2 separate regions of the Triticum aestivum genome follow, and region 1 is linked to region 2. The links are chromatin contacts, called in public Hi-C maps. All regions are on one chromosome and are shown on one strand. Each heading gives the region's core, a stretch centred on a gene start, on an enhancer-like site or on the middle of the called end of the contact. The rest is flanking DNA. Distances are from core to core; before and after follow the strand shown. Region 1 holds the start of LOC123071357 (50S ribosomal protein L17). Region 2 has its middle 71 kb from the start of LOC123071355.

Evidence for each region. Hi-C and Micro-C count contacts between places; a contact is called where the count stands out from the background.
Region 1: a Hi-C map of leaf shows a contact between it and region 2, with 4 times the contacts expected there. The contact joins the promoter of LOC123071357 here to the enhancer-like site in region 2. A contact is called at or near these places in 3 of 5 Hi-C or Micro-C datasets (all in leaf).

What each region holds. Positions count from the first base shown.
Region 1 is chr3B:628,785,427-628,788,918 of IWGSC CS RefSeq v2.1, forward strand. LOC123071357 (50S ribosomal protein L17) reads left to right here and starts at 2,162. Exons shown (of 6, transcript XM_044494896.1): 1 at 2,162-2,361; 2 at 2,462-2,516; 3 at 2,606-2,656; 4 at 3,449-3,492. The coding sequence starts at 2,306.
Region 2 is chr3B:628,550,588-628,554,636 of IWGSC CS RefSeq v2.1, forward strand. No RefSeq gene overlaps it. Among protein-coding and RNA genes, the nearest start is that of LOC123071355, 71 kb to the right of the region's middle. Within about 2 kb of position 2,729, at least 8 of the 8 cell types and tissues checked have an H3K27ac peak or open chromatin away from gene starts, as enhancers often do. A contact at or near this core is called in leaf, where this site is marked.

The DNA of each region.
Region 1 (3,492 bases), core at 912-3,411, 230 kb after region 2:
TAGACCTTTGCGTGCGCCTCTGGCACCGTATGTATGGATGTTGTCGTGTTGTTCTGGTAACATTTTGATGGACACACATCAATATTTTTGTCCCTTTGCAAAGCACTGACAATGTGTGCTAGTCAAATACAATGAAACTATGTATTTTTTGTTCCTTTTTTAGATTTGCTTCTCATATTATTAATACAACTTTTTCATGTTTCATACAACCAACTCCCATTGAAATACAGCAACACACGAAGGATTATCTAATTTTCATTGTAGCCACATATATATAATTAAAATCTCATACAACAGTGAACTTTGTCTTGGGTGAAAGTTTCCCACCGACGAATGTTGTGGCCATACGGCGGATTTTAGAGAGATTTTCTTTCTCAGCTTCCGAAGCTTGACAAAAGTTTGCTGGAATGAGCTGTCTTCTCGGGTCTACAGTCAAGATTTCTAGAGCAGGGGCATTTTTCACAATGTGTACCAGAAGCTCTACTTGACTCTTTTCAGCTCTGAACTGGCGAACTGTCAAGCTCTTCAAGCACTTGTATTCGAGTTGACCCTGGGGCAAGTTCCTTAGAGGTCCTTGGCCACCATCCATGCAACATGACACGAAGAAAATGTCCAGCTCCTCAAGCAGCGGCGCAGCCCGCAGAAAATGCACGATGGAGAGGGTATCGTCGGCGTGTTTATGGCCGATGTTTAAGATCAACTGAAGATGCCTCAGATGGGAAAAGATGGAGGTTTTCTCCAGCCGCCAGGGGAACTCTGGTAGTATACAAAAACAGCACAGTGACAGTTGTTGCACCATGGGGAACGCAGAGGGCAGAGAGCCGAGAGCCTGCTGCAGTGTTATTTGGCAGCAGTGGATATTAACATCGCGAAGCCCTGAAGATTGGCGGAGGTCGATGGTAGCCAGTGGATGCCCCTGGAATATGAACGTTGTGAGCCTGTTGGCGTTGAGTTGAATCTTGGTCACGCCGCAGTTTGACACTCTGAGGTATAGCAGGCGGGGCAATGGCGTCTCCAACTTGAGCTCGTCGTTCAGCTGGACCCTATACAGATCCAGCCATTCCAGATTAGGGCAGTTCGACAGCACATCTCGCAGATCACCAGCGGACACGACGGACGAGCGCAGACCGAGCCTTTGAAGCTTCGGAAAAGCCATGCGCCGGGAGGAGGGCGGAGCTTTGAGCGATACGCAGGAGAGGTGAAGGTTCTGCAGGCCGGACACGCCGCCGCCTCCACCCACGAGCGATTGCAAGGGGAACTCGTACCGGTATAGGCCGTACCCCTGGTCAGGCCGTCGCGACACGTCGAATGTCAAGCTCTTGGTCCGCGCCGAGGCCGCGCGGCGAAGCCAGTCGTCCAGGCGGCGAGACAACTACCCAAGGTACTCGACGGCGAACCTCAGCACGAGCTGCTCGACCGCGCCGCCGCGGCGCTGGCGCAGTATCATGTCGACGGCGTAGACGAACCTCTCGCGGCGCCTTTCGTCGAGGAACGCGCGGTACTGCTTCTCCCGGGGATCGTCATCGTCCGACCGTGCCCGGCACCGCGGCAGGCGGGGGGCATGTCGAGGGCCAGCCTGGGGGAGTGCTTCCAGGCGTGCCTCCACGCGGTCGATAGCACGCTGGTCCTCGCGGCCTGCTTCGCGTCCAGCTTCGACGCGATCGTCGCCAGCAGCTCCGCAGGAAGGTCGCCGAACGATGCTGCGCCCGCTGGTCCGCTGCGGGTGCAGGTCGGCTCGCGACGGCCGCTGCGTATGCCGGCTGATGGATCGTCGCGTGGCGGGTTGTGATGGCAGATCAGGCTGGGGTTGCAGCGGCAGGTGATCAGGACGGTGGCTACCCCTTCTCTGCGTGCATCGGCCAAGGTCCGGCCGGGAGGACTAGTCAGATTGTTCCCCATCGATGGATGTTTCCGGCGATCGCTCGCCGAGGTTGGGGTTCAGGCTTCAGCCTTCAGCCGTTCGCGACGAGAACGAGGTACGCTCGTCGATGGACACAAACGGAGCAAACACGTATGCTGCCACGATGGATCGTTCCGAGCTTTTTTTTCTAGGGAAGTTCGTTCCGAACTCTGTTTGCGTGTATCCACGGCCCACGGCCCACGGCCTAATTAAGGCCCACGTAGAACGACATTTCGGGCCTTACGGGCCAGAAGGCAGGACGGAACCACTTGGGGGGGCACGCGAGCGCAAACCTACCTAGCAGGTGTCCAGGTCCGGGTCCGAGCGGCACCGACCGAGCACCTTCGCAAACCCCTCAACCCTCGCCGCCGCCGCGCCGGCCGCTCAGCCCCCGCCGCCGACGCCATGGGCAAGTTCCGCAAGCTCGGGCGCCACGCCGCGCACCGCGTGTCCATGCTCAGGTATCTAGTGCTGATCTTCTCTCTCCGCTAGCCGCTGTGATGTATATGTGCCGCGTCGTCGTGCCGCTGACTTTCCTTCTGGATTCGTGTGCTTCGGCAGGACGATGGTGTCGCAGCTGGTGAAGCACGAGCGCATCGAGACCACCGTCGCCAAGGTACGTTTGATCGCTTTGCGGTGGGTGTTTGCCTGCCGGACCGGGATCTGTGTCTTGTAGTAGTGACCCTTTCTGGGTTGGTGTTTCAGGCGAAGGAGGTGCGGCGCAAGGCGGATCAGATGGTGCAGCTCGGCAAAGATGTAAACTCAACACCATTCCCTTAGTGCCCAACGTTTTTTGACCTGAAAACTCTTCATTTCCATTGATCCATGGAGCTATGTGTCTGCAGCCATGATGTAGTCAACTGCACACACAGTTTAGAACTAGTTAAATCCAGGAATGTGTCGTTTATTGTCCCAGTTCTGTTCTATTAGCATTCAATCCGTTTGCAGTCGCTTAGAATCAGGCCTTATAACTTTGGGTTGTTTTCATCATGAGGCTTACATGTTACTCCCTCCGTCCGGAATTACTTGTCATTAAAATGGCTGAAAACATTCATTTTCATCCATTTTAATGACAAGTAATTCCGGACGGAGGGAGTATTTCCCAGCAGAATGAGATGTTCAAAGTCTCTCATCAGAGAAATAGAAACAATGTAAATGTTTTTCGAGTTTCTGTAAAAAAAAACTGAACAGTCTATTTTTCAGCATAGTGACTAGTGACTGTTGATTTTTTGCCTGCTAAAAATTCATTATAGGGCCAAAGATCCCTTCGATACATTGGGAATCCTTGATTATCACTCTTTTGTTGGTTCAACATAAGTTCCTGATGGTGTTCTGTTCTGTAATATTATCTCATTCCATATGCGACCTCAAGCCTCTTGTTATCTAACCAAGATGTTGCATTGATTTGTTAGTCTTATCTTCAGGTTTCAAATACTGAAACTCATATGCTCTTGTTATCTGATCGAGATTTTTGCATTGATTTAATTAATGAACTATTACATCTAGGCTAAAATGCAGAACCTCATGTCATATTGATAAATTATGTAGGGTACACTGGATGCAGCAAGACGTGCTTCTGCTTTTGTTCGCGG
Region 2 (4,049 bases), core at 1,479-3,978:
TGGCATTTCTCATCTGACTTAGAAATAGTCAGTACTAGACACGTAATTCTAGCACAACCATTTTTTTGGAAAAGGAGGCTTGCCCCCGGCCTTTGCATCTGAGCAATGCATGCAGTCATCTTATTAAAAGTCTCGAAAAAAGCACAATGTCTTATAATCATTACAGCTCGCAAGCGGAGCAAAAAAATACATAACTCAATACCACAGCCGGTATGTATAAAAGGACAAGATCCCTCCCGTCCTCTTATGAGACCGCCATCCAAACCGGTTGAATATAGCCCGTGCTACCATCTCGCACTGGTTGCACCCAGTAACCAAAGCCTCCCTGGAGTCTGTAGGAGTGAGTAAGGATCACGTACGGATCCATGTCGTAGCTCCGAAAATGACTTGCAAGAAATTTAAGATGTGTTGTCTGTTAAAAATCATGTCGTTCTTGCAGTTCCATATGGCCCAAATAAGCATGCATATTCCAATCCGAATACGAGACGTGGTATATGATGTACTCCAGCTAACCATGTCCCAAATAATGATTCAATGCTAACTGGAGGAATAATGTTAAAGGCTATATGGATCGTTCACCAAAGTAATTTCGCGAGAGGGAAATCTATGAATATGTGTTGTATTGTTTCATCGTGATCACAAAAACAACATCGTGCACTGCCTACCCATTGTCACTTTACAAATTATCTTTGGTGATGATCACTTGCTTGTGGACAAACCACATAAAGATTTTAATACGCAAGGGAACCTTAACTCTCCAGATATGTATCGATCTCGGGATTGGGCCAAAATTAATTAGATCCACATACATGGATTTAACCGTAAATACACCGTTCTAGCTAACTTACAGTGAAACGAATCTGGTTGGTCGGAAAGTTGAACCTCCATCAGCCTCCGTACAAAGTGCATCCAGGAGTTCCAGCGCTCCCCAACTAAATATCGCCTAAAATGGAAATTTAAGGGTATCGATTGTAATACTATTCCCATGCAATCCTCCTTACACTGTACAATAGTATAAAGGGTGGGATATTGTATGGCTAGAGATGTCTCCCCTAACCACGTATCCTCCCAAAATCTTGTTGTCGTTCCATTACAAACCAAGAATTTTCCCCTACGAAAGAACAAATCTTTCATTCCCATAAGCCCTTTCCAGAAAGGTGAATCATTAGGTCTCACGGTCACTTGGGCAAGAGTTTTAGATTGCAAGTATTTGTTGAGTAGGATCTGTGCCCACATACCCTCCATCTCTACTGATAACGTATACAACCATTTACTCATGAGGCATTTATTTTTAATTACCAGGTTCTCAATACCGAGGCCTCCCTGGTCATTAGGTTGGCAGATGATATCCCATCTCGCCAGGCGATATTTCCTTTCGGCGTCATCTGACTGCCAAAAAATTGAGACTGGAAAAAGTCTAATTTCTTCCGTACCCCTTTGGGTACTTCGAAGAAAGATAACCGAAACATCGGCATACTAGTTAATACTGAATTAAGAAGCACTAACCGACCTCCATACAACATTAGCTTGCCCTTCCAGCAGCTAAGCTTTTTCTCAATTTGGTCTTCTATGCATTTCCATTCTTTATTCGAAAGTTTGCGATGATGAATCGGTATGCCCAAGTAACTGAATGGCTTAGAACCTAATTCACATCCGAACAATTGTTTATATGTGTCTTGTTCCTCTTTAGCCCTACCAAAGCAGAACAATTCGCTCTTGTGAAATTAATTTTTAGTCCCGACAATTGTTCAAAGAGACATGACACTAGTTTCATATTCCGAGCCTTTGCAATGTCATGCTCCATGAAAAGAATAGTGTCATCGGCATATTGTATGGATACTCCCCCATCGACTAGATGTGGGACAAGTCCACCAACTAGGCCGTTCTCTTTGGCCCTACCGATCAGAACGGTCAACATATCAGCCACTATATTAAACAAGAGAGGAGACATCGAATCCCCCTGTCTCAAGCCCTTATGAGTCTGAAAATAATGTCCAATATCATCATTAACCTTTATTCTGACACTACCTCTTTGGACAAGAGAATCCGCTGGTTCCGCCATGTCTCATTAAAACCCTTCATACGCATTGTCTGCTGAAGGAAAGGCCACTTAACTTTATCGTATGCCTTCTTGAAATCCACTTTGAAGATAACCCCGCCTAGTTTCTTCAAATGGATTTCATGTAGAGTTTCATGGAGGACAACAACCCCTTCTAGGATATGCCTTCCCGGCATAAAAGCCATCTGACTCGATTGTACAATCGAATGAGCGATTTGTGTCAGTATATTAGTACCCACTTTCGTGAATATTTTGAAACTCACATTCAGAAGACAAATCGTCCTGAATTGCTTGATGTGGACCGCTTCTTCTTTCTTTGGCAAAAGCATAATCAAACCAAAGTTAAGATGAAACAGTTCCAGGTGACCACTAAAGAAATCATGAAACATAGGCATAAGATCATCCTTAATAATAGGGATAATTGATATTGTGCCCTTAGTTGCGTCCCACTCGACTGATTTGCCCCTAATTTTGAAAAACTCATGGTCCTGTCTAAGTGTGTTTGGTCCTCCTATGTTTTAGCCCTTCCGTCCCAATTCCTTCCGGTCAAAGCCAGTTGACTATTAGGGAGACAACTTTTTGGACCATTTTTCCCTTGCCGCTTGGAACTTCCCAGCCAACCACCACCACCGCGACCCGCATGGCCCATATTTGGCCCTCCTGGCCCGGTTGTGTCATCGCAGTCGAGCGGCCACATGCCCGCTCCCGCGAGCGCCAGCCTCCTGGAGCTCCTGTAAGCCCCAACCACCTCGCCGCTCCGGCAAGTCGACGGCGAACAGATGAGTTCGCCTCCATCGCCGGATTATCCGCCCCGCTTCGGCCACGTCCAGATCCCCGCAGTTCCTCATCGTTCCCGTCGCCGGAGCACCTGCACCTCGCCTATCTGCCTCACAGCCACGCCGGAGCGCTGCGTCGCGCGACGTCGCCAAGGTCGTCATCCAGCTAGGTGGCCGAGGTAGGTGCCCGGAGGCCCGAGCCTCCCGCGGCTGAATCCGCCGGAGCCACCAAGACAAGGTGGATCCAGGGATGGCGACGCAGATCTTGGGGCATGAAGGCAGGGGCTCGGCAGCGCGATGGAGGGGAGGCCGGACCGGCGCGGGGCATGGAGGCTTCGACTAGACTGGATCCGGCCAGGATGGAGGTCGGGTAGGGACAGGCGACCGGTGGCGAGGCTCAGGGTGCCATGGCCGGGATGGAGGTCGGGGAGGAGTTGGGGGAGGAAGAAGATAGGAAGGTGGGTGGGGGTGTGGGTCCCATGAGGAAGAGAGAGGGAAGGCTTTTTTCTATTGTATTTAATTGGGTCCCACATGTAAGTGTAACTTTTTTCTTTGATTTTTAACTAAACTTGTAAGGAAGGGAAAAAATGGTCCAAAAAATGGTCTCCCAAATAGTCAACTGCCTTTGACCGGACGGAATTGGGATTGAAGGGCAAAAACATAAGAGGACCAAACGCACTTGGGCAGGACCACGGGTTTTTTCAAAATTAAGGGCAAATCAGTCGAGTGGGACGCAACTAAGGGCACAATATCAATTATCCCTTAATAATATGCTAACATTTCCTGTAAAACGCTGCAGGGAAGCCGTCTGGTCCCGGTGCTTTATTTGGTTTCATTTGAGAAATTGCATCGAAAACCTCTTTCTCAGTGAACGGTGCAGACAAAATCTCATTTTCATCCGCTCGTAGCTGAGGGATATCTCCCAATACAAACTCATCTAGGGAGACCTTATTCTCAACCGGCGGCCTGAAAAGTTGTTTGTAATAGTTGGAGATATTTGACTTGAGGTTCTCATGACCCACCACGGTCCCCTCGTCCTGTTAAAGCTGGATGATTATCTTCTTCATATGTTTATCGTTCGCGATCATGTGAAAAAATTGTGTATTGTCATTCCCTTGGGCAACCTTGAGAACCTTAGCACCCAAGGCCCATTTTAGTTCTTCTTCTCTAAGAAGAGCACGTAGGCTTTGGTCAGTTTCGGACTTTGTGGCCTG